Regions from separate parts of the Sus scrofa genome. Here region 1 is linked to region 2. Evidence: chromatin contacts called from public Hi-C data. All regions are on one chromosome and are shown on one strand. The core of a region is the stretch at or near the end of the contact, and the rest is flanking DNA. Distances in the headings are between cores, read along the strand shown. Region 1 overlaps GBE1 (1,4-alpha-glucan-branching enzyme). Region 2 has its middle 110 kb from the start of GBE1.

Region 1 (4,469 bases), core at 589-3,088, 210 kb after region 2:
CATAAATTTATTTGATGCAGATGTAATGAAATAATTTAAAAAGCATCTTTTACTTTTTTATGTGGCCTTAAAAATCTCTCACAGTAAATAAACATACAACAAATATCAAGTTAACTGTTGTGTAATCTTTCTTCATTATTCTATAAAGATTTTAGTGAAGATAAATTTATTGGAAACTTAGGACCAAAATATCACTCATAATATTTGGATGTTTCAAATTTTGGGAAACATTTAGATTTTATTATAGTGTCAATATGGTGATATAATTAGTTTTTCATTTATAGGAAATGATGTATGAGATTTTCTTTTGGGGACAGGGTAGGGTTATATTCTCTATACAAAAACCAGTAAGTTGGAGTTCCCATTGTGGCTCAGCAGATTAAGGACCTGACATAGGCTCCAGAGGATGCAGGTTTGATCTCTGGCCTCCCAGTGGGTTAAGGATCTGGCATTGCCACAAGCTGTAGCATAGGTCACCGATGCAGCTTGGGTCAGTGTTGCTATGGCTGTGGCATAGGTCAGCAGCTGCAACTCTGATTTGATCCATAGCATAGAAACTTCCATATGCTGCAAGTGTGGCCATAAAAAGAAGAAAAAAATCACCAACTTGTGGTTTTTGGCCTTTCAATCTGAAATTGTCCCTAGGTAGTCTACCACAGTAATTAAAACTCTCGTTTTAAATTGAACTTGAAAATTTATTTCAGTCTACAAGGAATTGACCTTTATAACTCACTTGTGGATGTTTCTCTTATGAATTATGTGGTAATCATTGACAAAAAAGAATTTATCACCTACCATTGAAATAAAGCTTTGTTTTCTCTGCAAAACACCTTTTTTTTCCAATGGAACACTTTGGAAAAAGATACCTAATTACTTGTATGGTGATGTAAATGTCTCTTTTCTGTGTTTTTAAGTAAGTTTACCAAACAAAATATTATTTATTTATTTATTTATTTTTGTCTTTTCTAGGGCCGCACCCATGGCATATGGAGGTTTCCAGGCTAGGGATTGAATTGGAGCTGTAGCCACCGGCCTACACCAGAGCCACAGCAACGCAGGATCTGAACCATGTTTGCGACCTACACCACAGCTCATGGCAACTCCGGATCCTTAACCCACTGACAGAGGCCAGGGATCGAACCGGTAACCTCATGGTTCCTAGTTGGATTCATTAAGCACTGAGCCATGACGGGAACAAAATATTTTAAAAATAAAGTAATATAATAAAGTGATATTCAAGGCTATAAAGATATAAGGAAAGAACAGAAGTCTGTGTTCCTAAGGAATAAATAGTCATATATTACTCATGTCTTTGATACTTCTTCTTTTGAATGCATAGCCAAATTAATTATGTAAAGGTATTTTTTGTTCCTTATTTTAAGGGATACACTTTTAATAACAATTCTACTTAAAAAAAAAATTCTCAAGGTGTTTCATAGGAATTTAACATAATTATTTAGGTTCTGCCATTTGTCAGGTACTGTCCTTGTTCCGTGATGCTTGAACTGAATTATAGTATATATGTGGGATGTGTGTGTGTTTTAAAAATAAAGTGCTATTGGAGCAAAATATTAGTGAACAGTTTATTCATTCTGTGATAGTAACAGGGGAAATAACAGAAGGGCAGTGACATTCAAGCACACTTGGTAACATGTTTAGAAGTTGCCCAGAGAGATAGAAAGATGAAGGCTGTTTTAACTCGGTGTACTGCATGAATAAAAGTGTGTGTATTGATTGAAGTTCCAACAGGAAGCAACGGCATACTGAAAATAGGACAGTTTGAACAGTTTTGTTTATTTTTTTCTTTCCACCTCCGAAAGGCTGTTTTCAAAGTTGAACATGCGAGGGATCTGCTCTAGAGTTCAAAGGAGAGTGGGGTGAGGGGACTTAGCAACACCCATACTAACCTTGCCTAGGCCACAAGGAACATGGGATCAATTACTAGAACCCAGAGGGAGACCGAATCAGCCATCTTGAGAGGAGCACTGAGTTTTGGTGACAGATGTGGTTAATTCATGACTACCTTGCAGGGAAGGAGCTAGGGGAATAAGGAAACAAATACTCTGATCTCTCACTCTTCTTCCTTTCTCTGACCTCTTCCTGTGGTTCCACATTGCCCAGTCCAATAAAAAGCCAGAGTTCTGGGAAATATGGTCCACATCAATTAGCCTCCTGGGGCAGAAAGCCAATGATAAGTGGATCTGACTGACTAGTAAAATGGGGCTCAGGAGGTCAGTGAAAGAGTGCAGGTCAAGAGAAGTGAGAGTTCCAGGGAAAGTAAACCTGAAAGGTGGGTTGGAGGCAAACTGAAGAATTCCTTTCTTTTCTTCTGATTTCTGTTTTCTTTTCTTAAAAATTATTTCTATTAATATCCATTTGACTAGCAATGACAATCAGGATTATCTTCTTTTAGGAAGGTCCCTGGTGGCCTAGCAGTTAAAGGATCCACCCTTGTCACTGAGGTCTGGGTTCGATCCCTGGCTCAGGAACTTCTACTGCTATGGATAGGGCCCCAAAAAAAGAAAATTTTTTGTTTGTTTCTAGAGATGCACCTGCAGCATATGGAAGTTTCCCGGCTAGGGGTCCAATCAGAGCTCCAAATTGGAGCCAAGTTTACAACATATGCAGGATCCTTAACCCACGGAGTGAGGCCAGGGATTGAAGCCACATCCTTATGGTTATTAGTTGGACTCTTAACCTGCTGAGCCACATTGGGAACTCCACGCATTGTCTTCTTTGAAGTGTTTATTTAGGATGTTTATGTACTTTAACTTTTCTTTGCCAAATCAGTAACAAAATGGATTAGAATAGAGGTTTCTTGATGCCAGACCTTGAACCTTTTCAAAGGGTTGTATAATAGTGATCTTTAGAGCTAAAATAACAAAATGCTGTATTCTGGGCAGTGTAAACAACAGAAATTTAATTTCTCACAGTTCTGAAGGCTGGAAGTCTGAGATCAGCCAGCATGGTTGGGTTCCAGTGAGCATTATTTTCCTGGCTTAAAGATGGCTGCCTTCTTGCTGTGTCCTCACATGGCAAGAATCTTATCATCAGGCCCCCAGGCTTATGCCTTCCATTTAAACCTAATTTTCTTCCAAATGCCCTGTCTCAACATACCATCACAGTGGGGGTTAGGGCTTCAACAATGAATTTGGAGGAGGGCACATTTCAATTCAGAGCAGATCCTATTTCTTTCTGAATTATATTTAGATGATATACAATTGATGAATAGAAAAGAGTCATGGAACCTAACACCCACATTTACAGTTTTCTCAGATGAGACACATGAAAGAAATTAGAGATTACTTTACATTCATATTTAATTTGATCCTTATGGTAACACTGTGAAATAAGATACTGTTATTACATATCATTTCATGATGAGTATACTGAAGTTTAGAGAGGTTAAGTAGATGGTATTATTGCCTGGGCTTGCATTCTGGCTTCGCTAATAGCAAAGTCTGTCCTCCTATCCATAATGCCACTACTGGTCAGGTTGAGGGTTCACAGAGAAAAAATGGGGGGGAAGAAAGTGATAACAGAGGAAGTAGAACTTGAGCCTTGTCTCAGATTTAACACACCATTTTATACCATATTTGGTTTTGCTTTTTTTGTGGAGACTATCACCCTCATTTTTCAGGGTGTTAAGTATTGAAGTGACCTTCCCTGAACATCAAAAGGAGATAGATGGTTTATAGAAAGAGTTTGGGTTTTAGAGGATAAGAGATCAAATTTATCATGTAAAATTAAACAATTATTGAGAGCTAGAATGAAATTGCTAGGCAGAAGGATGCCATTGGGCAGGGATGTGGCATGTTAAAATGTTAGTATCTAAATATTTAGTTAAGAAGGTTAATCTCACAAGCAATTTATCCTTTATTTCTGGAATATTTTCTTATGTTATTTTTTTGCCCATTTCTTTCTCTCCACATTTTTGTCCACTGTTTCAGGAAATTCTAACCTTTTGATATCTAATCTCCTATATTTTCTATCTTTTTGTCAAGTTGCCCATCATTTTGACTTTCTGTTCCACTTTCAGAAATTACTTATCTTCCATCTGCTTTTATTTAAGTAATCACATTAAAAACATTTCTAATGACATGCTTATGTTCTCTACCTTTTATCATTGATTCCATCATTGTTAAATGCCCAAAGATACATTTATCTTTTTGAAAATATTATAGATGTTTTAGTTTTCCCCAAGTTTTCTTCTTATTCCCTCATCCTGTCACTATTTTTTCAGGCTTTTTTTCCCTGTGTTTTTAAAAATTCCTTGTTTTTTGCATTGCAGGCTATCTTGAAATGACTGGTGATCCATGGTTATATAATCATATTTTAGAATGAGTTAGGAAAAGGCAGTTGAAAATTCTGTTCCCAGTGAACTTTGTTCCTGGTGATCGTCACTGTTGGGTAGTCAGAAAGTGGGCCAGCCTTTATGTTGATGACAATAAGTGAAAGCTTTTTTCTGA
Region 2 (4,343 bases), core at 2-2,501:
TTAGAAGAGCAAATAGTTTCACAAATCCTGAAGAATCTATTGACAAGTTAAGGTTAAACGTAGTAGAATTAAATGATAAATATCTCTTTTTAACAAGTATAAAAGAGAAAATTAGTGACCAGTATTTTTCAGAAGAAAGTTACAAGCACTTACATAAAGATTTGACTGTCTCCTTTAGAGTACTGATTTTGAATTCATGATATTATAAATTTCACAGTAATGTATTATTAAAAACTGCCTACATGCATAAATTAAGATTCTTCCCCTTTCGATTGTCCAAATGTATTTATCCTTCCATTTCATAAATAAATAAAATAATTATAATGGGATTGACCCAGGACCCAAATTCACAAATTTCTGTATGACAGAATATCTTTTGATCCAATGATTTTTTCTTTTTTTTTTTTTTGAAAGAGTGACATTAGTTACTCTTTTATTTTTTTCAACATAAATGTCATGACTATATTCTAGATTCTATACTTAAAACTACACATGACACCAGAACAATTACTAAAGTCATATTTAAATATAAACCACTCAGAGAGATCAGATATTTTATCCTATACCTATGAGAACTGTTAAAGCAAAGACTGAACTTTTAGGTCAATAGGCAAAATTGTTTTTGGTTTTTTTCTCTCAAGTACCATGACATCCTTTTAGGACCCTCTTCATGTGTATGTGTAAGTGTGAATTTGAAATGCCTCCTGCACTCATATTTCTAAGAAAATCTAAATCAATAGTTCCCTCTCACCTAATTGTTTCTCTTTCTGCTATCCACCTCATTCTTTTCTCAAAAGTTTTCAAACATCTCCAGGATTTTATTTAATCTACTTGCAGTATCTTCTGGAGCAAAGGAAACAAGTTTGTGTTCAGTTCCCTCCTACAATAGCTCACCTTTCTCAAACTAATGACAGTTTCAGTGACAAGGCTAAATACAATTGGCTACAGAGCCATTTACTGGTAATACTATTTTATAATTACTATATTTAAAACACAGTTATTCTCAGTAAGTTAAGATAGATAATCTTCAGTAACCTCTTAAAGATATCTTATATACACATACACAGGCACACAGGTTCTTTTGTCACTGAGGTATAAAATAAAAAAATCTGGGAGTATTTAAGATCTTGGGTATCCTTTCATTCTCTCAGCACATGCCTTCTTTCTGGTGGCCACAAGTACTTGCTTTTAGACTCTGGATCTTCAAAGGAGAATAAATAGGGAGGAAATGAAGCTTGGCTCAGAAAGGATGTGTACTTTAAGTCCAAGGTTCAAATCTAACGCATTTGTCAGCAGTACTTTACATGACCAAATCTATTATCTAAACATTCAAAGAATATTTAAACAGGTGAAGCTAAAAGCAAATCAGCAACATGTTTATCTAACCAAATGAAAAAGTAGAAAATGTTAATAATCATTATATAACTACTACATATCCAACAGCATGCATAAAAGGTAACTCCAATTCTGTTCAGAAATACAACTATTTAAGGATTCTGTAGGCCAGATATTTTTGTCCATTTTTCAATATTAGCTGTTGAGAGTCTTCTAAGATACAATACACCCATGCAACTCTCAAGTACCTACTATATATTCTCATAACCTCCTTCCCCCAGATCTTTAAAGATAGGCTCATTTAAGCTCCACTTACAGGCTCAATTTCTGACTCATCACTCTTTCTGAAATACTTACCCCTTACTATTAGTTGCTATTTATCGAACACTTGGTGTGGGCCAGTTGGATTATATAAAGTTTCCCATTATTTGTCAGAGCAGTAAATAGCATTACCATTTTTACATCTGGGGAGATTAAGACCTAGAGACGTTGAGGTACTTGATTCAGTGGGTATAGCTGTTAAATGTTGACAGCCAGTTAAAACTTAGGTCTTCTTGAGCTCAAATGCAAGACCCTCAGTCCCATGATAAGGGTTCTCATATTTTAGTGTGTATTAGAAGTTTTTAAAATGCGAATTGTTGAACCCCACCCCTAGTTTCTAATTCAAGGAAGGTTTTTGTATTTCTAACAAGTTCTCTGATGAAACTGTTGGTCCTGGATCACACCTTAAAAACATTACAGTGAGTTAAATTCCCCTATCTTCCCCTCCCCTCAACATTGTATAGCAGTTGTTCTCAATCTCAACTATACCTTGAATCACCTAGGGAAAATTACCAAAGCAAGAAAAAAAAATTTCCATGCCTGCACCCATACCAGACAAATTACATCAGGATACCTGGGGGTGCTATCTAAGTTAGTTATTTTTAAAAGCTACCAAGAAGATTCTAATGCACATCTAGGTTTAAGAACCACCTGGAAATAGAGAAAGGAGTATGAACTTCGCAATGTAACCACTTTAGGTTCAAATTTCAATCGTGTGCACTTCTAGACCATGTGACCTTGGGAACAACATTAACACTCAATTTCCTGTTAAATCTCTAAGTTAACTAATTGTTAATAACATTGTAAATATTAAATAAAAATGAATACACAGTGTCTGGTACTAAAGAAATGCTTGAGGAATTGCTTGTGGCACAGGGGGCTAAGGATCCAGTGCTGTCACTGCAACAGCTTGGGTTGCTGCTGTGGCATGGGTTTAGTCCCTGGCCTGGGAACTTCCACATGCCATGGACATAGCCAAAGGAAAAAAAAAATGCTTGATCAGTATTTTGATACCACCAAGCTAATTGTAAGAGAACCAGGTCATATTTCCTGGGTTATGCTCTCCCCCAACTCCCCACTTTCATCTGGTAAGACATGAAATAAAGCCTTGTCCAGGGCCAATGACCCAGACTGGATATCAGGAATTCTATATTTTCTTTCTTCATTTCTAAATTATATCTTCTTCCTCAACATGTCCTAAATTCCAGAGGACAAATGATGACCATCATATCCTCAGAATTTTAGCATATCCAGCGTCCTCTGCTCACTACATCCTTTGTGGTCCCAGACTCCTAAACAGAACAGCACTGAGCCCTCTCTCCTTTGTTCTTGCCTGTCTTCCTTCTTGGCTCTTTATTTTTCATTTTCATTTTTTGGTCGCACCTGTGGCATATGGAAGTTCCTGGGCCAAGGACCAAATCTAAGCGGTAGCTGCAACCCTCTGCGCCACAGCAGGAACTCCCTTTCTTGGTCCTTTAGAACACCACTCTAAAGCTCAGCCCATGGTATGGTGCCTAGCTCTTGCCAATCTCCACTCTCGAGAAGCTCCTATACCTCTTTATGTCACTGGCAAGGATAAATCAATATAGTACACTCTTTTTTTTTTTTTTTTGTCTTTTTGCCTTTTCTAGGGCGACTCCCATGGCACATGGAGGTCCCCAGGCTAGGAGTCGAATCGGAGCTGTAGCCACTGACCTATACCAGAGCCACAGCAACACGCGATCCGAGCAGCGTCTGCAACCTACACCTCAGCTCACAGCAACACCGGATCCTTAACCCACTGAGCAAGGCCAGGGATCGAACCTGCAACCTCACGGTTCCTAGTCGGATTCGTCAACCACTGAGCCATGACGGGAGCTCCCCAGCCAATATAGTACACTTAATTCTATCCTCCCCCCAACACAGAGTCACACCTAACTCTGATTCATCTCTGCAGTGTTCTCTCTGCCTGCCCACATCAACGACTAGTGTCAAAAACTCTGGGAATTAAAACTTAGAACACTGCACTCACTGGAACCTATGTCTAAAGAGTAAATATCAGCCTCCTGGGTCTGCTTAAGCTAGTTATGCTAGCCTAGGCCACACCTTAAGGAGAAGAGCTGTCTAAATTCTGACTCATTTTTTTCCACTACTCCTGGGTTTCCAGCATCTCAATTAATGATATTAATTAAACTTCTCAATAAATAGTGGATTTCGCTATATGCTGGAACTACATAGTATGCTGAAAGATAAAACAAAGTTTTTCAGTAATTTAAATAAATAAAATGTCATAAACTCAATCTTTTAATCATCATTTATCAAGTACCTACTATATGTCAAATATTCGTCTATTCTATGTGCTGAAGAAAACAGACAAAAGAAAACTCTTCCCTTCCTGCTTATACTCTAGCAGAGGGATACAGATAATAAGAATAAAACATTTAAATTTTGTAGAATGTGATAAGTACTATACTGAGAAAAAAGAAATAGCAAGAGCAAGTAAGGAGTGATTGCTTTTGTGTGTGTGAGAGAGACTTTCAAGGACGTCCTCACTGATAAAGTGACATTTGAGTGAAGATCAGAGGGAAATAAGAAACCAGCCATTAGGCTGTTTCTGCCTGGAGAAAACACCAGGCAAAAGCAAGGAGCATGTTTGACCTAAAGGAGAAACAAGTTTGGCAGTGACACCAGTCTTTATCGAACAAGAG

The links. A called contact is a pair of places that touch in the nucleus more often than the background predicts.
Region 1: a Hi-C map of liver shows a contact between it and region 2, with 7 times the contacts expected there. The contact joins two enhancer-like sites. A contact is called at or near these places in 7 of 47 Hi-C or Micro-C datasets (embryonic fibroblasts, epiblast stem cells, liver and 2 more).

Annotation. Positions count from the first base shown.
Region 1 is chr13:173,728,958-173,733,426 of Sscrofa11.1, forward strand. The region is part of intron 3 of GBE1 (1,4-alpha-glucan-branching enzyme); the gene reads left to right. Among named protein-coding and RNA genes, the nearest start is that of GBE1, 97 kb to the left of the region's middle. Within about 2 kb of position 1,839, at least 2 of the 83 cell types and tissues checked have an H3K27ac peak or open chromatin away from gene starts, as enhancers often do. A contact at or near this core is called in liver, where this site is marked.
Region 2 is chr13:173,521,505-173,525,847 of Sscrofa11.1, forward strand. No RefSeq gene overlaps it. Among named protein-coding and RNA genes, the nearest start is that of GBE1, 110 kb to the right of the region's middle. Within about 2 kb of position 1,252, at least 2 of the 83 cell types and tissues checked have an H3K27ac peak or open chromatin away from gene starts, as enhancers often do. A contact at or near this core is called in liver, where this site is marked.